Linked DNA regions of Mus musculus: regions 2, 3, 4 and 5 are each linked to region 1. A link is a contact called in public Hi-C, HiChIP or PLAC-seq, capture Hi-C and promoter capture Hi-C data. All regions are on one chromosome and are shown on one strand. Each heading gives the region's core, a stretch centred on a gene start, on an enhancer-like site or on the middle of the called end of the contact. The rest is flanking DNA. Distances are from core to core; before and after follow the strand shown.

The links. Hi-C and Micro-C count contacts between places; a contact is called where the count stands out from the background. HiChIP or PLAC-seq counts read pairs in DNA pulled down with a chosen protein or histone mark. Capture Hi-C pulls out chosen DNA fragments and counts their contacts.
Region 2: a contact with region 1 is called in an H3K4me3 HiChIP or PLAC-seq map of forebrain, with 4 times the contacts expected there. The contact joins two enhancer-like sites. A contact is called at or near these places in 16 of 484 Hi-C or Micro-C datasets (B cells, Kupffer cells, adipose-derived mesenchymal stem cells and 11 more) and 5 of 115 datasets of contacts at active chromatin or transcription factors (the 230-238 cell line, PVALB interneurons, embryonic basal ganglia and 2 more).
Region 3: a contact with region 1 is called in a capture Hi-C map of bone marrow-derived macrophages, with 7 times the contacts expected there. The contact joins two enhancer-like sites. A contact is called at or near these places in 2 of 484 Hi-C or Micro-C datasets (bone marrow-derived macrophages and brown adipocytes), 2 of 115 datasets of contacts at active chromatin or transcription factors (embryonic forebrain and microglia) and 1 of 9 other capture datasets (bone marrow-derived macrophages).
Region 4: a contact with region 1 is called in a Hi-C map of muscle stem cells, with 2.3 times the contacts expected there. The contact joins two enhancer-like sites. A contact is called at or near these places in 1 of 15 datasets of contacts at CTCF or cohesin (the NIH/3T3 cell line), 4 of 484 Hi-C or Micro-C datasets (cerebellum, cerebral cortex, muscle stem cells and 1 more) and 1 of 115 datasets of contacts at active chromatin or transcription factors (fibro-adipogenic progenitors).
Region 5: a contact with region 1 is called in a promoter capture Hi-C map of adipose tissue. The contact joins two enhancer-like sites. A contact is called at or near these places in 1 of 484 Hi-C or Micro-C datasets (liver), 3 of 115 datasets of contacts at active chromatin or transcription factors (CD8 T cells, effector CD8 T cells and memory CD8 T cells) and 1 of 9 other capture datasets (adipose tissue).

The regions. Positions count from the first base shown.
Region 1 is chr10:13,982,491-13,985,199 of GRCm38.p6, forward strand. All of the region lies in intron 1 of Hivep2 (human immunodeficiency virus type I enhancer binding protein 2), which reads left to right. Among named protein-coding and RNA genes, the nearest start is that of Hivep2, 17 kb to the left of the region's middle. Within about 2 kb of position 1,346, at least 300 of the 459 cell types and tissues checked have an H3K27ac peak or open chromatin away from gene starts, as enhancers often do. A contact at or near this core is called in the 230-238 cell line, PVALB interneurons, adipose tissue and 7 more, where this site is marked.
Region 2 is chr10:14,210,338-14,213,046 of GRCm38.p6, forward strand. No RefSeq gene overlaps it. Among named protein-coding and RNA genes, the nearest start is that of Gm51759, 84 kb to the left of the region's middle. Within about 2 kb of position 1,329, at least 54 of the 459 cell types and tissues checked have an H3K27ac peak or open chromatin away from gene starts, as enhancers often do. A contact at or near this core is called in the 230-238 cell line, PVALB interneurons, bone marrow-derived macrophages and 4 more, where this site is marked.
Region 3 is chr10:14,178,087-14,180,795 of GRCm38.p6, forward strand. No RefSeq gene overlaps it. Among named protein-coding and RNA genes, the nearest start is that of Gm51759, 52 kb to the left of the region's middle. Within about 2 kb of position 1,400, at least 38 of the 459 cell types and tissues checked have an H3K27ac peak or open chromatin away from gene starts, as enhancers often do. A contact at or near this core is called in bone marrow-derived macrophages, where this site is marked.
Region 4 is chr10:14,143,592-14,146,300 of GRCm38.p6, forward strand. Hivep2 (human immunodeficiency virus type I enhancer binding protein 2) reads left to right here. Exons shown (of 9, transcript NM_010437.2): 8 at 1-363. Among named protein-coding and RNA genes, the nearest start is that of Gm51759, 18 kb to the left of the region's middle. Within about 2 kb of position 1,355, at least 10 of the 459 cell types and tissues checked have an H3K27ac peak or open chromatin away from gene starts, as enhancers often do. A contact at or near this core is called in muscle stem cells, where this site is marked.
Region 5 is chr10:13,837,538-13,840,246 of GRCm38.p6, forward strand. The region is part of intron 1 of Aig1 (androgen-induced 1); the gene reads right to left. Among named protein-coding and RNA genes, the nearest start is that of Aig1, 30 kb to the right of the region's middle. Within about 2 kb of position 1,399, at least 35 of the 459 cell types and tissues checked have an H3K27ac peak or open chromatin away from gene starts, as enhancers often do. A contact at or near this core is called in adipose tissue and liver, where this site is marked.

The DNA of each region.
Region 1 (2,709 bases), core at 96-2,595:
AGTGGGGCTCGAGGGGAGGAAGGGGGAGGGCAGGCAACTTTTGATGCTTTAAAAGATTCCTGGTAGCCAGGTGTGGTGGCGGACGCCTTTAATCCCAGCACTTGGGAGGCAGAGGCAGGTGGATTTCTGAGTTTGAGGCCAGCCTGGTCTACAAAGTGAGTTCCAGAACAGCCAGGGCTATACAGAGAAACCCTGTCTCGAAAAACAAAACAAAACAAAACAAAACAAACAAAAAAAAGATTCCTGGTAGAGAGTCCTATTAGGGAAACTGCAATCAGGATCGGGCAAGGAAAGTGCTTCTTCAGCCTCTGAAGATGCATGCCTCTTCTTGCTGGGGCCGGGCGGGGGTTGGTGGGCGGGAGTTGAGTCCTGCAGGACCGTAAGGCGTCAGGTGGCCTCTTGTGGGACTGCAGACCCGGGAGGCGCAGCGTTGCAGCGGGAGTCTCAGCGCACGCCCCCGCCTGCGAGCCCCCGCCCTGCCGGCAGCTGACCTTTGGCCCAGGGGCGGCCATCCGAAGGCGCTGACTGCGATGACGTCTCCCTGGCTGTCAGTGCACAACAGGAAATGCTCTCCGCCTCCCCACTTCCTGCCTGGAGAAAGTGGGGCTCGCTGCTCTAGCAGCCGGCCTAGTTTCGGGGCCCATGCGGAGCACCCTGGTTGCGCAAGGGCTCTGGGTGCAAGGCCTGGCAGGGGCTGCCTGGGCGGAAAGCCAGGGTGAGCACTGGCCGCGGACCGCCCAGCCTGGGGACCCCGAGCATCCGGAGGGGTCCCGGAAAGGAGGCCCCAGTGCTGAATAATGCTGACCTCACAGGGCCTCTGTTGATTCTCTGTTGTAAAGCCCTGACAGGAAGCCTCCTCTTTAACCCTCCTTCCAAAGGCCACCTTTGACTTTGTTGTGGAAATACTGACAAGGGCATCTGGGGCAAAACCTAAATATCAGGCCTGGGGACCCTGCAGGACAGACCCCTTCATAGTCATTTAAGCCATTGTTTAGGTAAAGTGAGGTTTTCTTTTCTTTCTGTGTGTTTTTTTTTTTTAAATATGAACCATTTTGCAAACTTAGGACAGTAATACATCAGTAGCTGTGGATGTATTATCTCGAATTTGCAGATATTTTGCTGATCTCTTTCTCCCTGGTAGACTTCAAACAACGGAAACCAAAGCACGTCAACCTAGGCTTATTAATAAGACATGTTTACATAACCCTTGAAACTGCATTTTAGAACGATATACAATCTATAATTTAGTACCGCGGATGCCCGTGTCGCGCATGCTTGCCAGTACGATAAAGGGAAGAGCCGTCAGCTAAGCAAGCATTGTGCTTATTTCCCTGGCTGACTCATGAATAGGCTTTGTCATGGGAGACTGTTCTTCTGGCCACACGGCCAAAATGCCAAAGTTCACTGGGAGGTCTACTGAGGTTTCTTATGTCAAACACTTGACAGAGTTTTAGTTAGATGAAAATACTGTGTAGTAGTTTCTATTAAACCCCAGGAATATTGTGGAACACGCACTTTACTCTCTGTGTTCTGCTACACTGACCTATGCTTTTGAAAGCGTAGCTTAAATGTCCTCACATGATTAGCCCATGTGTGTAGCATATGATGTCATTAGCCTTGGGAACTGTCAACTGATTTATGCAGTGAAGAACTTTAAGGCTATTTGAGAAGAGTTTTAAGTAAGACCTGTGGGTCTTGAAATCATGTCTTTGGTTTGTTTGTTTGCTTGCTTGCTTGTTTTTTTCTTTCTGGTGTGTATCTGTGGGAGGATAGTTTTGTTTCTTTTGAACTTCTACAGATTATAGAAGGCTACTCAGGGAAATAAACTTGGAGCATAAAAATCAGGGCAAGTTGTAGTTGAGGGGGGCTGACATCATTGTGTAGGCATTACCACATGCTAGCACACCTTATCAAACACAGAGCCTAAAGAATGTTAGGCAAGCTTGCTACCACTCAGCTGCACCCATGATGCAATCTTGATTGTTTAACAATTTGAAGAGCAAACAAGACCATGGGAATTAAAATCTCAGTGGAATAGAAGAATGTTACATTAGTAAAAGATTAAATTTGGGAGGTGATTTTCTTGTCCTTGTACTGACATAGGCAGGAGGTACATTGGATGTCCTGTAAACTATTGAAGTACATGTGAATTTCATCTTTGAGGTTACACTATGTTTGAGCCCATTGTCCATTGCTTTTCTGTATGATTTAACCACTTCTAAATCCAGCTTGTCCGTGTATGACATTAGCATTATGCAGATATTTATTTAGTAGTCGATTAATAAGGATCAATTACTCCAGATTTGAATTAACAATAATCTCCAGTTTTTATGCACCTTCTTGTTCGAGGTGCTAAGTAGGATCCTTAGACTCATTAACTAAATCTCATAATTGTCAGGAGAGTAACATACACTTGTGTGAAAACCATTTTATGAGGAGCCCTTCTGAGTGGTACCAAATTAGAATTTTTATAATATTTATCCAAACCAACATTTGATCTATATTTGTGGCTCAAATATATGTGCTTCATTTCATCCATGAATAGATATGCCTAGTTTGGAGGAAATACTTTTTTTTTAAAAAAAGATTGTATGTATGTATGTTTGTATGTATGTATGTATGTATGTATGTATGTATGTATGTATGTATATGAATACACTGTAGCTGTCTTCAGACACACCAGAAGAGGGCATCGGATCCCATTACAGA
Region 2 (2,709 bases), core at 79-2,578, 230 kb after region 1:
ACCAAGAAATCTCTGTGAACCAAGTTCGTGGTTTTGCTTCTAGCTGCTATCTTTCTGGGATCATTGGCCGCTGAGGCTCAGGATGTACCCCTGGGGTAATGGTTTCCACACAGTGGGGATAATTCTCAAGACAGCACTCAGTTCAGATGTCCTTTTCTCTCCAACAGTCAGGGTGGTCTCGGAAAGCCTTTCCATAGCTGTGTGGAGAGGAAAAGAAGGTATTTTGTAACAGGCAAGTGGCAGTGATTCCACATTGGAGAGTGGGCCCTGGAGACAAGCCAGGCTCTCCACAGTCTTGCGTTTGCCTGAGTCTGTGCATTCGCAAGTAGAACTCGAAATAGCACGAGTTATATAAAGACGGCTGATGAAGACGCTGAACTTTAATGTGTGATGCTGTGAAATCATAGATGACACTAGCAAATTCTCCAAATCAGTCTTTAAAGAACGTCACTTGTACACTGGTCCAGAGTACTGCAAAGGTCCTGTCCTGTTCTGGGAAGAGAAAGAGCAGCATCATGAGGGAACTATCTGCCCAGCTGGGTCTGACCATGGCTTTCCTCAGTTCCTCGGTGAGGAAAGAGCTGAAGTTAGACAGCAGGCTATCATCTAGTTCTACCTGCAGCCTAATTGTCATTAGTTATTGTGACTCTGGACTGTTTCAGGTGAGCAAGATGTTCCACCGCATCGGTCTAGTGGTACTCAAGGGTCGGTTTTGTGTGCCTATGTGTTTGCGTAGATATGTGTACACATATTTTCCTTTAACAATATAATAAAAGTAATCCCATCTGGATCTGCCACAGTGAGATATGTGCACTAGATATGCGCTACTGATATAGCAACACCAAACAGCACTCCCCAAACACAACCCCAACAGGGAAAATTCCTCTCTGGGAGTGCCAGAAGAGCACCCGCAAGTCTGTGCTTGTTAAAGCGATTCGTGGAATGTTTGAGAGCTGAACACCAGGCCTAAGGCCTTTTTTTTTTTTAATATGCAAGGATGCTGAGGCCAGCACAAAAGGCTATCCCTGGGACTAGAACCCCTGATCTCAAGAGCATCCTTCGAGTTCTCACTGAGAACACAGGGAACTGATGCAGCCTTCCAGTAGAAGAGATTGTGCGATGTAATCATGTTACCTGCCCCACAAAGAATTGTATTTCCCAACCTGAAAAATGCACCCTGGATTCACGCATGTGTGACAATGAAGCCAGAGCTCTTATGAAGAGCCTTTCTTGTTCCTTTATTTCTCACTGGTTATGGGAGAATGGCAGAGCCATCACTCACTATGTTCCCCAGCACGGCTAGGAAACCGCAAATCTGCAAAGACAGATGGTGGGAGGGGACAATTTTGGAAATAGCATCATGGAGGCTGAAGTGTCTCACTCTCTAGTTGGGCACATCTGTTTCCTGACCACTTAATTACCTCTCGCAAGAGTCCAAAGCCTGTGCTCTTTCCTGTTTTTCTAGTCACAGGTAAATGCTTCTACGCTCCACATGGTCCCAAACATAAAACAGAGAGAAGTCCGCTTTATGTATTGCTAGAAGATAAATACAGATCTCCTCTGCAAACATGTCACCATTTCTAAAGAGTTATGGTCTCAATGGATGGAGACAGAATATAAAAATCTCTCACAAGAAGTGAGTTTTATGATCCCAAAACCCAACCTCTTCCTTTAAACACAAGAACATGTTCTGGAAATCGCAAGCTGTCCCCAGGAAGGAACATGAAATCTCGAGGAGTTGAAGCAAGGAGAGATGCGTGGGAACCCTGGAGTGATGACATGGCAGCTTGCCAGGTCCCTTGGCAAGTGGGAGTGTTTGAGGAACCACTTCCTGTGCGCCTACATTTCAACACTCCTGCTTACAGGAGGTGTTCGGCTGGAGAGATAGTCCAACTGAGAACAACCAGGCACTGCCTTGTAGGGACACAGATGAAATGGGAAAGACAAGGAAAAGCAGCAAGCAGCAATGGTGGCACCGCAGGATATGTGGGGACACCAATGACCATCACACAGCAAGCATCTCTTCACACAGTACATTTGGACTTGTTACTTTTTCTAGAATTCTCCTCCTAGCTCCTCACAAAGATACTTTTCTTAGCTATGGCATTCCTGAGTCCCATCTTTCCATGGCTTTCCTGTGTCCCTCCCTCCATGGCATTCCTGTGTCTCCTCTTATTTCTTTTCTTTCCCAGGATCCTGTTCATTTCCTTTACAATACAAGCCACAATGTGATATTCTTTTTTTAAAAATTGGTAATTTAATAAGTATTTGTGGAGAACCTCTTTTATTTCAGGCATTATACTAAGCCCTGGGATGGTGATGAACAAGTAGATGACAGGCTCTGGTCCTTTGAGTTTCTTGCATCGCGGGAACAGGAATGTGTCACACTCAGGAATACTGACCTAAGCCAGGTGTTGTGCCCTACTTTGTGTGAAGAGCAGTCCAGCTCCCTTACTCTACTCAAAGTGCACACAGCACGTAAGTGATGTAGGATCAGTCAGCAGCTCCCTCCTGTCACTGGATGAGGTTTGGATTCTTGTCCTGCGTCACAGCTTACTCAGAACCCCTTGGTGTTCCTTGCTCGGAGTCTCTTTTTGTAGGACAGAAGCCCCATGGTATCATGGTCCCTTGGTTACTACTTCCCTGTTGTATCCTTGGTGTATGGCATGCAGGGAGTGTTTAGAGATGTTTACAGGGCAGGGCTAGCAT
Region 3 (2,709 bases), core at 150-2,649, 200 kb after region 1:
TGGCCAAGTTAGATATTTGTGTTAAAAGAACCATAATCAACAAAAACAGTTGAAATTTTGTGAAGATCCATTTCAAAGGCAAGCATGTCTCTATCAATTTGTTCAGTACCAAAGATCCAATAGTGATATCAGATTGCTTAAAAATATGTGTCACTGTGCAGTGATGTGTGTGTGTGTGTGTGCATGTGTGTGAGACAGAGAGAGACAGAGACAGAGAGAGACAGAGACAGAGAGACAGAGACAGTGAGAGAGACAGAGAGACAGAGGCAAAGCCTAAAAAATAAATTTGCAAGCCTCATGCAAATAAACACTAAATAAATAAATAAATAAATAGCCCATTAATAGAATAGAAAGCCACTACTTGAATAACTCCAGAGGAGCTAAATTTCATGGTATTTCAAACTGTAGGCCACTGGATAATCTTTATTACACATAAAAGAAGATATCCCCTTTAAATGGAAAGACCTGGTAGTGAGCATAGACAAATGAGCACCCTCTGTGAAGGGACAGAGTGACATTCTGTGGCACTGGGTGAGATGCCATGAGCATGTATCAAGTTTGTAGTATTCTTGCCTCCATCTTAAAACAAATCTAAGCATGAGGAAATAGTAGAACAAATTCCAAATGTGGGGGCTTTTCAAGCAGGGGCTTGAATGTAGGCTATCCCTCTCCCTCTCCCGTCCTTCTTTCCCCCTCCCCCTCTCCCTCAAGGCCTTGTGCACATAAGGCACTGTTGTACCATTATACTGTATCATCAGTCCAAGTTTCCCCATGTTAGAGCCCCAGATGCAATAGGTCCCTTGAGTGGGAAACAGAGACTCTCCAATTGTAAACAGTTTGTCCATGGGCACAGACCACAAGAGGAAGAAAGAGAAGACAAATCTGGGTGTACTCATCTCCAAAGCTAATATGTCTGATTTGTCACAAAACCCCACGGTCAGCTTGTTGGAGGTAGGCGAGGAGAGGATAGGAGGACTTGCAGAAAACAAATGAGGAACAAATATCATCCTATTTAATTGTGTATATGTATGAAATTATCAAAAATAAAGAATATGTTTTAGGTTAGACAAAAATAAAATTGGTTTCCCTGGAAGTGCTGTTTCACAAAATCGTTAATTTCTCCACTTGACCACCAGACAATAGGTGTGCCGCTTTCAAGGAGCCTGTTGGACTCACAGAAATGACTGGTTTTATGCAAAGAGGAGGGAGCAGGTAAACGGGGGACTCTAGGCCTGAAACTATGAGGTCTGCTCTTCCTCTCTGAACTCCACCCATAGACCCCTAGTTTTGAGGGAACAGGAACCAGAAAGTGGATGCGAAGCATCCCGCAAGAAGCAGGGCATTTAACAGGAACAAAATATGTCTGTAACCCCGTCTCCATATTTAGCTCAGCCACCATACATCATTTGCTGAGGAAAGCATGAAAGGCGCCAGGTCTGTGTTGAAAGGAGGAACGAGGAACGTGTGTGAGTGGCAGCCTTGCCAGATAGGGTTGGAAGTGGGAGGCAGGAAGGGGCGCTATATTATACCTGAACTCGGATGCACTGTTGCCAGCTTCAAAACTGGATTGGAGAATCAGAGCTAAAAATTTAACATAAGCTGAAGCTTTTGAAGTGTGAGTGAATGAGATGTGTGAACACGCACAGACCCAGTCCTTCTGTTCATCCCAGGAGGCTCCCTGACTGCAGATCCTGCGATCTCCACAAAAGGAAGAGACCTTCCGAATGAGGGCACGCTGTGGGAATCCCTCTGTGAACAGCCTGGGGGGGGGGGGGTTACTGGGTAGACTGCAGTCTCCTCTCTGGCCAGTTTTAGATCTCAAGTGATGGGGCTTCCTAGGGTCTGCGATGGAGCAGCCTGGGCTGTCACGGACACCTGCAGACACTCCCTGGCATGTTCACAGTGTGGGTATATCTGTGAAACACATTTGGCTCATTGGCATCCCTCGATGCTTGCCTGCATTTCTGGGCATTGCCGCAGGAGCTCGGAAAGCTAGCTGAAGCTGGCACTCTCCAAGTTTTGCCTGTGGGGGCTTCATTTGGATGAAACTTCCCCTCAGGAATTCAATTCCTGGGGATCCAAATTGGACGCCAAGATGTTAGATGCAGAATCATCCCTGTTCTCCAAGATCTGGGCCTTCTGGGTGATTGCGATGAGAAGCGAGAACACAGAGCACAGATACAGCATATGGAGAACAAAGACTCCCCGTGTTTAGTTAATGGGAACATTGAATTCTTTTATGTGCAATAACTGATCTGAGTGCTCATAGCTGTGCCTCCTCCTGCAATTCAGTGCCTCAACTAGCTCATGAAGGAATAATAGGCGATTCTTTTGCTTATTTTTCAAGGCACTGAATATAGTGCTTTTAAAAATTCATGTACGTTTCTCTGTGACACTTTTCAAGCAATCTTCCCTGTGCTACAGTTGTTTTTCTCTTTTAAGTTTTGGTGGCAGTAATGTCACAGCCTTTCAGTTCCATTGGTGGCCATGTCACCTTTGAGATGGAGAAACAAACACCTGCTGTTCATCCTATGCTGAAATGAGGTCCGGGTGTCATATAAGTCTAGCCTTTTGGGGTTTCTTTTTAAAATTGTTATAACACTTATTTATTTATTTATTTATTTATTTATTTATTTATTTATTTATTTATTTATGGTTTTATTTGCATGAATGTACATGTACCATGGCAAACAGATAGAAGTCAAAGGA
Region 4 (2,709 bases), core at 105-2,604, 160 kb after region 1:
TCTTCACCCTGTCGAGATAATTCGCCAAAGAGGTATCTGATACCCAAAGGAGATTTGTCACCCAGAAGACATTTATCACCTAGACGAGACCTGTCGCCGATGAGGCATCTGTCACCAAGAAAAGAAGCTGCATTGAGGAGAGAGATGTCCCAAGGGGATGCCTCACCAAGAAGGCACTTGTCCCCAAGGAGACCATTGTCTCCTGGAAAGGACATTACAGCAAGAAGAGATCTCTCTCCCAGAAGAGAGAGAAGATATATGACCACCATCAGAGCACCGTCTCCCAGAAGGGCTTTATATCCTAACCCTCCATTATCCATGGGACAGTATCTACAAACAGAGCCAATTGTATTGGGGCCTCCTGTAAGTATAGCCTGAGTTCTCTTCACCAGAGCTGCAGAGCATTAGAACCTCCTATAGGATAGTTATAAGGCATTTATTATAATGTGGGTGTAATGAACCTATTAATACAAATAGCAGGGAGACATTTTATCACACATCGTGTTGGTGACATGGCTGTGGCATTATTCCAAGTATAAGATTGTATCAAAGCAGGAGTGAACTTGCAGGTAGGAACAGGAGAAGCCTTCCGAATGTTTCGCAAGCATAACTATAGACTTGAGCCAAAACCCTTAGGTGACGCCCCAGGTATGGCATGCTTATGAAGACAAACATGAAGACAGTAAATTGTTAGTGATATTTACACTTCAGCAGGGGAGGACTCTGATGCAGGCTTCGTCCTTGACTTCCAAAATGATTTTTAAAATATACTCATTACATTGCCCAACATGTGTACATGTGCAAATGGTCAGGGCCTGGGAAAAGGTGGTGTGACACTCTAGTAGCCCATAAGGTAAAGACATAAAGGTTTCTGCACTTTTTTTTCCTGTTGTTGCTGTTAGCACCAGGTGTAGATGCTGAGGGAGAATTCGGGCCAGAGAATGAGCTGTCAGAGGGCTCCAGAGAATATTCTGAGGGGTCCACCTTTTTCTTGTATTATTAAGTAAGATGACAGCAGTAGTGGCTATGGGCCACACTGAAACCACAGCTTTACTGAAAAGCTACAACGGAGCCCCTCCTCTCCTCATTGCACAGCAGCCTGGCAGATCATGGTGTCTCTTTCCATTGGGGTAGGATTGTCAAAGAGCAGGCAGAGAGCACAGAGGCATGCTGCCTTCTGAGTTTGTTTGCTTTAAAAGTGGTGTTAGTTTCCAGATCTTCCTTCCTGCCCTCTTTCCTCTGTTTTCTGTCTGGCATAGCATGGTCTTTCTCAGGCATAGAAGGCACTGCTAACTCCTCGCTCTGTCTGCTCCTGCCCTGGTAGCCAGTCCCTTCTCTCTCATTGCCTACTGCTATCTTGATTCATGAGCTTACACTGCCATTCTCAAACTGTAGGAAATCTCCCAGCCTTCCTTGCAGTATCCTCATCATCCTTTTTTCATAAACCGGGAGCAAAGTTCATCTTGATGTTGCAATCCTGCAGAGATGTGCCCTGATGTCTGCACCCGGCTGATTTCAAGCTAGTAAATTAGCAAGCTAGGGAAAAAAAACATCACATCTCTGCAAGTTTCTATATCTTGTGCTACCTAAGTCACTATATAGTTACTAGGAAGCTGGAAATCCCTCTGATGATTCCTGTGACAGAGACATGGTGATGCTGGCAGGGTGCGCTAAACTAGTCCTGATCCCTCCTTCCTGAGGCTTTTGAGTCAGCTTTTGGCCAAGCAGACCATAACTGGCTTCTATGAGTCAATGGAACACATTCAGGTTACCATGTCATGAAAACAAAGCCATTGATTTAACATGCTGTTAAACTCAGGCCAAGGAATTCATTAACTAATTAAGAATAAAATAAAACAGAATAAAATAATTCATTTATTTTGGACCTTTGAATCCCTACAAAGTTAATTAAGAAATTTAGTGCCAAACAAGAAAATAAGTTTCACCAGTTACTGAGTTTTTCCTAAATTTTTGTGTGGTTTTATTTCATTTCATTTTGTTCCTAAAATCTCTGGATGCCTCACAGAGCTCATCCTTCATCCCCACCAAATCCTTTGGCTTGCTACCCAGTCCAGTTATCTTTAAAGAAAAAATGCCCCCTTGCTGCTTGTTCTCATAGGAGGCAGCAGAGCTGGGATTCAAGCAGGAGCCCTGTCCTGAGTCCTCATGTTGTGTTGACTGGTCGCCTCTGGATGGCAGTGACAACTATATCTTTCTGTGATGTGTGAAAGAGACATTTCTGGTCAGAGAAAAATAGACCTGACCATGCTCTGACAGGTGTCCCTTCTGACTGCTCTGTAGGATGAAGACTTTCCTCTCTCTAAAAAAATGTATAGAAAGGATTATGACCAGCCATTGTCCCTTGTCACAGAAATTCTGTCCTGCTACCTTGTCATTTTGCACACCTTGATGGAAGCTTTACAGGGCAATGACTGGGGTGAAGGGACTATGACACCCAGGATGACATAAGATATAATTGGTTTAGTCTGAACTTAGAGCCAGAGAGAAGGTTTAGATGGAGAAACACACACCACTAGGATTCCTCCTCTAACACTATCTGGTTCATTTTAATAGATAGTAGAATTTAAAAGTGTCTTTATTCAGTCAGTCACCATTTTTGAGGACTGGAACTGGAGTATGGTTCAAAAGGGAAATATATTACAGTTACAGCCTCATTTTCTTATGCATATCTGTTTCTGTGTGTAGATG
Region 5 (2,709 bases), core at 149-2,648, 140 kb before region 1:
ATAAAATGAATTATATATCTGGAAGACACAGAGATTTCTCCCCTGCAGAAAAGTCAATAAAACCTTCAGGAAAGTGGTATGAACTCTGGCCCCTCCTGTATTTTTTCCTCCCATCATATGAAGCCTCGCAGTGCAGGAATGGCTGTTTTGTTTTTAGTTCCCAAAAGCTGCAGTGATCTTCTTACTGGAAACCAGCCCCTACAGTGTCTGTGTGGGAGGGGGGAGCTTCCTGAAGGAGTTGGGCAACACATGGGAAGGAGAGACACACCATCACCCAGAGGGACTGTAACACAAGCTCTTTGAGGAAGTCCCCCCTTCCACAGCTCTCTGACTCCTTAGTAATGCATGTCTTCTCCTGTCATGGGATCAAGAGCGAAGGCCAAAAGTAACTCAGCAGCACGAGGTAAGCGACTCACTGCAGAGCCGGACAGGAGAGCTCCGCAGAGATCTGCCGTGCGTTTGTTTTCACGGTCTTCCCCCCAGGCACGTCTGAACATCTTATAGCCATTGCACAGTCACAAAGTGGGCGGTCATCCGTGACTGGGGGATCCATGACCGGTTACATGTTTAAATGCTACACTGCAAAGTCATCAATGTGTTTAAAAGTATTTCATGCTCCCTCCCGCTGAGACTATGTCCATCAATTCCCCGGCTGGTGAATTGTCCTCCCTGACCCGTGGAGGTCAGCCTCACCAAGCCAACATGGACCTATCACGCAAATGACTGAAAGTGTCACCTAAGTGACCTGCTTGGAGCCTGGCCATTTTCAAGAAGCCTTTACCACAGGCATTTCTGAGGAGATGGACTAACTGCACCACGAAGCTCCGTGGTTTGCAGGCTGTGATTTAAAACCCCCCCGCTCATGTGCGCAGATGTTTACCTCATAGCACTCCGTCTCATTACTGGAAATCTATGGAACGAGCCATAAGTCAGCACTAGCAAGAGATACATTTGGCCATAACAAAAGAATGATAATCCTTTCAGTCAGAAATAATATGCTATGATAAGCAGCATGGGAAGACAAGACTTGTCAAGGAAAATCGTAACAATATTTAAGTACAAGGTGGACAGTTACCTAGAGAAGGTATTGACATATGTTCCCCACAGGCAAGGGTACAGTCAAACCACACTGCATAAAAACTCAGTAAGGGGACAGCAGCCAACTTTCCACGGACTCCCTTCTCTGGAGCAAATGATGATAGGAAGTGCCCAACCTGCCAGTGTTCCGCCTCCATGTCCACAGCTACTGGGAGGGTCCTACTCTGACACCACGAACTACTCAAAAAGTGGAGACGTTTATAGAGTTCATATAAACTGTTAGTGCAGCAGGGATCCTTGTTAACCTGGAATTAAAACCACTATTGATCGCTTAAACAAGTATTTATTGATTAACCACTAGCTACAAACTCTAAGTAAACTGTAAGTGAGGAAATGCAGGCTGTTAAATGGTTGTGCATTTGCTGTCTAGAATATGTCCAGACAGGCCTAACCTCCAACATACTAGTGTCTGTATTTGCCAAATATATGATGTGTAGTTTCAGCACATTAATAGCAGGGAGTCATTATGCAGGGGAAGGGAGGATGCATTTAGGAGTAGAAATGTTTGTAAAAGTGAATTAAATCTTCTAATACCATAAAATACATTCCAAGTTTTTACTTATCAAGACAATTTATCTCACAGATGGCTTCAGCACCGGATGACATCATTAAAGGGCTACAGAATCTAAAACCTAAATCAAAGATGCTCTTGACCCGAGTCAGGATCAGATGGGATCTTAACTGATATGTGACCTAAAATCAGACAACAACCCAGAACCTGTGTGGGACGTGTACACGGCAACAGAAAGTGAATGCGAAATTGCATGAATAAAGCCAATTAGCTAAGAACCCCTAACCTCAGAAATGTCTCTTGTAAGTATTTTAAATCTATGACATGCTCTTTCCAACATTCTGTCTATATAATTCAGGTGTAGATGAAGGCAAAACTGTCTCTAAATACTGATCTTTATCATGGGAAATAGGACCTCCTAGGCAAATGTTTCAAGATAAGTTTTATAAGGTTTTGCCCCTTCTCAGACATTATCTGCTCCAATTGGCGACTTCCACATTATACTGACCTTCAAATAGAACACCTTGGAGTTTGCCAGTGTACGTGGTAAACTCCCACAAGTAGTTGAATCATATTTTCAAGTTTGCTTTTTGTTATTTATTATTACACAATTTTTGTTGTGTAGTTATTTATTAACTACAGAATATATGCCTTTAGATTAAGTAGATTTATGTGGGCTCTAGGTCCTTTCAGTTTGAGAAAGTATATGACTAGTGCTACAAGAATCCCACTACCATCCAAGTGAAATGGCAGCATGGATCTTAGATACATTAAAAATACCTAAGATACTTCATAATTTCATAGTGACAGAAAAAAAGAGAATGTGAGAGTTCTCGTTTGTATGAGGAATGCAAACAAGTGTTTATTTTTGTTCTATACCTTTGGGAAACAAGGACAAATTTCGTCAAGTTGGAGCCACACACCCTTATGAACAGCCTTCTGCATGCCTCACAGAACACCAACTAGGAGATGGCATGGAACAAGGGAACTACAGGCATGCCTCTCTCCTTTATCATGACCTGCTTTTAAAGGAAAAAGTAAGTACCTTTTTTATATAGGCACTTACTTATAAAGGCATTAGTATGTGCTTTTAGATTAAG